2 separate regions of the Macaca mulatta genome follow, and region 1 is linked to region 2. The links are chromatin contacts, called in public Hi-C maps. All regions are on one chromosome and are shown on one strand. Each heading gives the region's core, a stretch centred on a gene start, on an enhancer-like site or on the middle of the called end of the contact. The rest is flanking DNA. Distances are from core to core; before and after follow the strand shown.

The links. Hi-C and Micro-C count contacts between places; a contact is called where the count stands out from the background.
Region 1: a contact with region 2 is called in a Hi-C map of fetal cortex germinal zone, with 2.5 times the contacts expected there. The contact joins the promoter of POC1B here to the promoter of CEP290 in region 2. A contact is called at or near these places in 2 of 14 Hi-C or Micro-C datasets (fetal cortex germinal zone and fetal cortical plate).

Annotation. Positions count from the first base shown.
Region 1 is chr11:96,802,711-96,806,598 of T2T-MMU8v2.0, reverse strand. It overlaps POC1B (POC1 centriolar protein B), which reads left to right and starts at 2,406. Exons shown (of 12, transcript NM_001261628.1): 1 at 2,406-2,433; 2 at 3,115-3,199. The coding sequence starts at 2,419. It overlaps GALNT4 (polypeptide N-acetylgalactosaminyltransferase 4), which reads left to right and starts at 3,536. Exons shown (of 1, transcript NM_001194761.2): 1 at 3,536-3,888. The coding sequence starts at 3,784. LOC107000962 (a long non-coding RNA gene) reads right to left here and starts at 2,806. Exons shown (of 4, transcript XR_003720735.2): 1 at 2,519-2,806; 2 at 1,998-2,117.
Region 2 is chr11:95,388,030-95,391,960 of T2T-MMU8v2.0, reverse strand. CEP290 (centrosomal protein 290) reads left to right here and starts at 2,560. Exons shown (of 53, transcript XM_077953219.1): 1 at 2,560-2,734; 2 at 3,316-3,444. The coding sequence starts at 3,343. It overlaps TMTC3 (transmembrane O-mannosyltransferase targeting cadherins 3), which reads right to left and starts at 2,345. Exons shown (of 14, transcript XM_015152434.3): 1 at 2,164-2,345.

The sequences.
Region 1 (3,888 bases), core at 1,157-3,656, 1.4 Mb before region 2:
CACTGAGAAAAAAAGTAAAAACTAAACTTTTACTAAAACAGTTAAATAAAAATCTATACTTTTTTTTCTTTTGAGCTAGTTTCTAAATCTCCAACTTCTTCCTTTTTCTGCTTCTGCTCTGCCCAATATTAGATACAACATGGCTATGAGTAATACTGAGGTCCTGATTACTCTTCAGCTTCTGGTATTATTATTTTATTATTGTGGTGAAAAACTTGTAATGAAATTTACCACTTTACCCATTTTTAGGTGTACAATTCACTGGCATTAAGTACATTCACAATGTTGTGCAAACATCACCACTATCTATTTCCAGAACTTCATCATCCCAAACAGAAACTCTGCACCCATTCAACAGTAACTCCCCAGTCTCCCTTACCCCCAGCCCTAGTAACCTCTATTCGACTTTCTGTCCTTACGAATTCACCTATTCTAGGTACCTCATATGAGTGGAATCATACAATATGCTCCTTTGTGTTTGGCTTATTCACTTAGCAAAATGTTTTCAAGGTTCATCCATGTTGTAGCTTGTATCAGAATTTCATTTCTTTTTATGGCAGGATAATATTTCCTTATATGTATATATCACACACATTTTGTTTATCCATTCATCTGTTGGATACTTGGATTGTATCCACTTTTTGGCTATTGTAAATAATGCTTGCTTTGAACACTGGCATCTGTTGGAGTCTCTGCTTTCAATACTTATGGGATATACCTAGCAGTGAGATTGCTGGATTATAAGGTAATTTTAGGTTTAACTTTTTGAGGAACTGAAAATTTTTTTAACAGAGCTACATCATTTTACATTCCCACCAGTATCCAGCATTATTTAAAAATAATTTTTAAATATATTTGGCAGGCTTTTAAAATAAGTCAAGCCTAAACTGGGAATATGTAGCAAAACTAAGAGTCCTGCAACAGTTTGCTGACAAGTTGCTGGTATCAACACTCTCAACATATCATCTCCTAGACTAATGTAGTGTTTCTCAACATAGACAGCTGAGACTCCCATAGTAATCATCTATGGAGCTTGTTACATCAGAAGGGCCCTGGATCCCACCTTGTATATGTTGATTCAGCATCTCTGGAAATGGGGCCCCCAAATCAACATTAGAAATGCTAAAGCATGAGACTCATCAACCCTAGATTGCTGAGTTCTTGAAGGTAGGGGAAATATCTTAGTCATCATTGTGTCCCTCAAGGCCAAACATACAACAGATATTTAACAAGTGTATACTTAAATTAACTAACACTGTAATCTAAAGCCTACCTGTTTAGTTGTTAAGTACCATATTTAATAAAATTAAACTCAATCACTAGACAACTAGGGAATCTGTAATTAAGGTGTGTAGCATACCTTTCATTTGCATAAAACACATATCTTACCAGCTGTGCTCTATCATGCCTTTTGATGTAGCTAAGGATCTTTACACTATATGTAATTTTCAGCTCAGAACACACTTTGAGGCAGGGTTAAAAAAAAAAAAAAGGATATGGACTTGGAATTAGAAGAACTGCCTGTGTGACCTCTAAGACCAATATCTAGGAATCAAGTTTATAACTTGGAAACATTGAAAACATTTTGTAATTCTACCAACTACATTGTTTGACTGAAGCACAAATGATACTATGTGTGACAAAGTCTGCTGTAGAAAGGTGGTCTCATAACAACAACAACAACAACAAAAAAAAAACCAAAAACCATGTTTCCAAAAAGTTTAGTGCTCTAAGGTATACGCAAATCAGCAAATGAGATTGGAAACATATCGCAGAACATTATTAACTGTATGCACGACATTTATTCATTCACTCATTCATTCATCACGCACATCCAGCATCTATATCAATATCCCGCAGGGCACTGTGTGGAAAAACAGTGGTTAAATAAATTCAAATCCGCCCTCCGGGGATTTAGTTCCTTTTAGTATATTAATAACTAGCAAGCTGCCCCACTTCAAAGCTTTACGTCAACAAAATAAGCGGTAGGGGATTACCTTAAACGTCACGGGTGCTGTCTCTTTAAAACATAATAGAACTCTGATTGCATCGATCACAGGCTCACAACTCCCTTCCATTCATCGCTCTTATTCCCGTCCTGGTTACTATCCCGCTTCCTGACGTCAAACCACAGGGAACGCGAGTGTTAGTAAACATGGCTTTGGTGTGTAGCCACAACTGAACCGGAGCACCCCTCCCGTCCGCTCTTTACAGGGCTGGCGGTGTCTCGGGGCTCGGCTAGCCATGCTTGGAGCGCGGGGTTTGACTGGGCCGCCGTTGTTGTAGTGACCGGGAGGCGCTGCCGCTCTGGGCAGACGGTTCCGGGAGCCGCACGGTCCCCTCTCCTGCCCCATCCCCTCCCCTCCCCTCCCCGGGTTCCCCCACCCGCAGGAGCCTGGGGCGGACCACTCCCCCCCGATGGCCTCAGCCACGGTAAGAACGGGTTGGAAGTGCGGGGGGATCCCTCCCCGGAGCCTGTCCCGCCGGCTGCGGAGCCAGGTCCGGGCCGAACCCGCACCTGACGGGAGATGGAGGCAGGTGTCCGCAGCCGGGTCCTGAGCCCCTCGTCCCGGGGCGTCCGTATCTCACTCTCTGCCACCGGGGCGGACGGAGTGCAGAAACCAGACCCAGCTCACGGGCGCTCTTCCCCGAGTTCCGGAGCTCCGGACTGAGCCGGGCGGTCCCACGGCCCCCAGAATTCTTGGAGGGTTTCCGTGGAGCGCCTACGTCAGAATCACCTGGGAAGTATTTTTTAAAAAAAAAAAAAGTACCAAAGCCGAGGCGCATCCTAGCACCTGCCTGCCCTGTGCCAGCGGGCGGGGCCCGGGAACGTGCATGTCAAAGGGGCCGCGGCTCCTAAGATGCGCTGGACTCTGGGGAGCGCGAACAGAGCGTTTTACCGGCCCTGCGGGGAGAGCTGGCGCCGGCGTCTCCCTGTAGCCGGACTGGGCGCCGCGCCCGTGGGTGGGCTGCTGCCCGGCTCCGCCGCCCAGCCAAGCCGCCGCCTGGGTGGCCATTCCCAGGCCGGACTCCGGGGGAGTGGCAGCGTCGATCCCGGCCCCCAGAATTCGAGGTCTGCGGCGGCTTTCAAAACTTGACGACTTTCCTTTCCAGGAGGACCCCGTTCTGGAGCGTTATTTCAAAGGCCACAAAGCTGCGATCACCTCCTTGGACTTCAGCCCCAACGGCAAGCAACTCGGTAAGTCTTATTCTTGTTTTGCTTTTGTAATGAGACAAAAGTTCCACGGGCCGGAAACCTTTCCTCCTGTCCGGGCAGGGTCCCTAGAAGAACGGCTAGGGGCCTGTATGGGGGTTGAGAGCACCCGGAGACGAGGGCCCAGCGCGGCGGGGCGCAGCTGGGGCCCCCTCGGCCATCCCGGCCCCCGGCCATCCCGGCCCCCGGCCCGGCCAAGAGTCTCGTACGTATCCAGCAGTCCAGGCCTGGCGGACGACTTTCGCAAACTAACCACCAGGAGGAGTGAGTGGGCAGGGGAGGGGTTTGTCCTGGGCCCGGGGAGGGTGGGGTGTTGGCTGGAGAGTTCGTGAAAAGTTGTGAGCCGAGCAGGAGGAAGTGGGGAGAGAGGAGTTGGGCCGTGCCGGAGGCCGAGGACCGAGAGGGCTCAGGTGACCCCTGGAAAGCCCGGGTGGCTGGAAAGAAGCCCAGCGCCTGCATGAAAGGAAGAACCTGCCGGGAAGTACCTGAGCTCGAGCTGTGGGTTCCGCCGCCCTTCCCCTGCATGGTGGCTGGGTGGCTGCGTCTGCGCCCCAGCCCTGAGAATCCGGATGGCGGTGAGGTGGACTTGGGCAGGCAAGAGCTGCCTGCTGCTGGCGTTTTTAACAGTGGCCTATATCTTCGTGGAGCTCTTGGTCTCCACTTTTCATGCCTCC
Region 2 (3,931 bases), core at 1,311-3,810:
TTAGTTACAATTGTCACTGAGATCTAGGTTACAATCTTAGCTTCATCAATTATTATTTAACTTCTATGAACTTGTTCTTGCTTCTGAAAAATCAAAATAAAATTTACCATTAGAGACCAGGCACCTTGAGTTTATGAATGTGAGCAAGAGGGTGGTGACAGTAAGGGCAGGAAAGAGTAATACAGATAACCAAAACAAAACTTATAAGTGAATACATAAAAATAAGTTGTAATGAATGAAAAAACAATAAGAAAAACAAGGTGTTACAGTAAACAGATTTCTATTATGAAAATAAACACGCAGTAGTAAGCATAGCGTATGACATAACATGTGCTCAATAACTATTAAATTTCATTCCTACCATTGTCAGAGGTATTTGAACCAGAACAACTCCATCTTGAATAGGGGCTGGGTAAAATAAAGGTGAGAACTACTGGGCTGCATTCTCAGGATATCAGTCATTCTAAGTCACAGGATGAGATAGGAGGTTGGCACAAGGTATAGGTCATAAAAACTTTGCTGATAAAACAGCATGCAGTAAAGAAGCCAGCCAAATCCCATCAAAACCAAGATGGCGAGAAAGGTGAGACGTCTGGTAGTTCTCACTGCTCATTATACACTAATTATAATGCATTAGCATCCTAAAAGACACTCCCACCAGCGCTATGACAGTTTACAGATGCCATGGCAATGTGAAGAAGTTACTCTATATGGTCTAAAAAGGGGAGGAACACTCAGATCTAGGAATTGCCTACCCTCTTCCCAGAAAACTCATGAATAACCCACCCCTTGTTTATCATATAATCAAGAAATAACTATAAGAATCCTTAGTCTAGCACCTCCAATGGGGATGTGTGCACCTCCAGTTCTTTCTTGACAAGATACAAGAGCCCTCTCCTGGGGTCTGGATCAGAACCCCTTTCCAGAAACATCATCTCATGTTAAATTATGAATTAAGAACACTGAACATGAAGAATATTTAATTCAAATTAATTGAGTAAACACGTACAAAATTAAAATATAACATTTAATAAAAACAGCAAGATTGAGGCACAAGCACTTCACAAATACTGGTTTCCCAGAATGTCTGAGGAGGTGTATAGAAGTTAAGAATATGTCCTCCAGCCAGAGAGATCTGTGTTCAATCACACTATTTAAGTTAGAGTACTTAGCTTCTCCAAACCTCAGTTTCTTAACTTAGATGGAAAATGAGGACAACGTAAGCACCTATTTCACTGGATTGTAAGGAAGAATAAACAAGATAATGAATAGTATTTGGCATAAAATCTTTCAGAAAAGTAGTAAAATTGTCATTCCTATAAATCTAACTAATGTCTTTAAAATTTATCTCACAAAACCAGTATATTTTTATTTTGTACTGAGCTATTTATTTTACCCAAATTGGGAGTTTAAAAAGAAATTCATTACTTATTTTCGAAAGGAAAATTTACCATCAAGTATAGTAAAATTTTTTTTAAAGCAGCGTTAAAAAAAAAAAAAAAGAAAGATGAGAAGCACTGGTACAGATAGTTGGAAATGTCATTTAGATTTAAATCTACAGCTTCTTAGGAAAGTTAGTTAGAGGTGTATCGCACTCCAGTATGGCTATGAGCAGATGAGCAAAACTTGCACAAGTAAGCGTGGTAAACACCAGAGAAGGCGCTTTCATGGAAGGACACCCTAGGTAACCAAGCAGTGACAATAGTACAGGTGAGTCCTCGGGTACCTTCTCTCTCCACCCCCGGCAGTGGCCCGGACAAGCACTAACCTCTCCTCTCTAGAGCCTTCCCTTTATACTAGCTCCACAACCATCAAGTCCCACCATCTGCGAAGGGAATGGTGCTACAGGTAAGGCTGGCGGGGTCAGAGGATGCCGAGACCTCTTGTCAATTCTTCGCTCGCCCCCAAACGAGGATCACGGCTGCGCGGCTCTCACTCTACCAAGAAAGATTCTGATACTAAACAAGGCTAAAACTTTTTGTTTTTTCCTTCTTACAGAAGGCACTACCTTGGACGCCGCCTGCAAACGCCTGAAGAGAAGGCAGGGTGTTTCCACTTTTTCAGAATGGGGCCAGGCCCTACGGCCCCAATAGCAGAAGCTTCTCTAACCCAGACTGCTGCCCTCAACTCCTCCTGATACGCTGACCCACAGCTCGACCTCACCTGGAAGCGGTTCCGCCAGGGGATGGCTTAGGAAAACCTCATGAAGAGCGGCCCAGCGAGTGACGCCACTAAAGCCACAGTCATGGTCTACCTCGTTCAGGCCACCAGCTCGTAGGCGCCTCAGCCACTGCGCCTCCCGCCTCTCGGTCCTTCCCCGCCGCCCCGGTACCGTCGCAGCCTTCCGCGTTGCACGCCGGGAGCGCCTTATCTCCTCTTCTCAGGGACTTCAGTTCCCAGCATGCACAAACCTCAGGCACATCTGCACTCTGGGATTTGGAGTCCTCGTTCCACGCCTTCTCATCATCCTGAACACCGAGTCCTGGGACTCCGGCGGAGAATCTAAACGTAAAGCATCACCCACGGTCGTGAATTGTAGGCTCTCTTTGCATCCGGGATCTTCTTCTGGCCCCGGCGGAGTTAGGGATGGTGTCGCTTAGCAGCCGCTGCCGCTTTGGCTTCCTTGGGGACCATTTGGCTGGACCCAGAGTCCGCGTGGAACCGCGATAGGGATCTGTCCAGCTTGGTGGTTGTGGTAGTGAGGGACCTCCGCTGGTTGCCAGGCTTGGTGTAGGTGGGTGGATCCCTGTAAGCAGGATCAGCGAGTCACTCCACGTTCAGGTTCTTTAGCCTTAGGGCCCGTGTGCCGCAGCGCAGCTACCCCGTCCCTTCCAGCCTCGGGTCCGTAATCCTGCCTTACTTCGGTTCCGGTTTCCGCCGCACAACTTCACTCATTCCAATTGTTAATTTCTGCTTCTTTTTTTTTTTTTTTTTCCAGCCCCAATTCTGCTTCTCCAAATCAAGGATCATTGTCAGCCTTCCACAGACCCTCGCGCTTGCCAAGATTAGGGTGTTCGCGCGCGTTGTGGGTAGGCGGTGTGGAGGAAGGGACCCAGAAATCTTAGTCCTAACTTATATTAGTGTTAGCAAGGAAGCCGTCACATTTTATTTAGCCGGTACACTCTCTGACAGTTTGTGCCGACTGCTATTTTTGATCAAGGCTATTTTGCCCACTTGTCTGTTTTGTGGCTAAGGCATAGTTCTTTGCTAACATAAGAAAGTTATAATGAAATAATCTGCAAAAAATGTAGGCTATTAGAAAACCAATAATGCTGTGTACCTTGAAAATGCTAATATCCACCTGTTTTGTTACAGAGGTGGAGCACAGTGAAAGAATTCAAGATGCCACCTAATATAAACTGGAAAGAAATAATGAAAGTTGACCCAGATGACCTGCCCCGTCAAGAAGAACTGGCAGATAATTTATTGATTTCCTTATCCAAGGTGCTTACTTGGTCAATAATAATAGATATATACATTAACTTATGATTATTAATAAAATATGAATTTTTTTTTCAGAAACAACTATTAATTGTCACAATCTGGAAGAGTTCTTATATTTTGCTTAAAGGTTATAAAATATAAAACAGTTGCTTTTCTGTTTACTTAGGTGGAAGTAAATGAGCTAAAAAGTGAAAAGCAAGAAAATGTGATACACCTTTTCAGAATTACTCAGTCACTAATGAAGGTTTGTATGTAGTAGGTTTTAATGATAGGTTTGGCTATTAGAGGAACTATAAAAATCTGTTCTTATATAAAGTAATCTTTGTGAAAATACTTGGTAATATCTACATCACCCCTCAAAAGTGCAATATATTTAAATGTAGATTAAGTATTTTAGTATGTAAAACATTGCTAGTTTCTACTTAAAGTTTCTAAAAGGGTATGTAGGGGAAATAGAATGAGTATGTTGAAAAATAACATAAGGAAA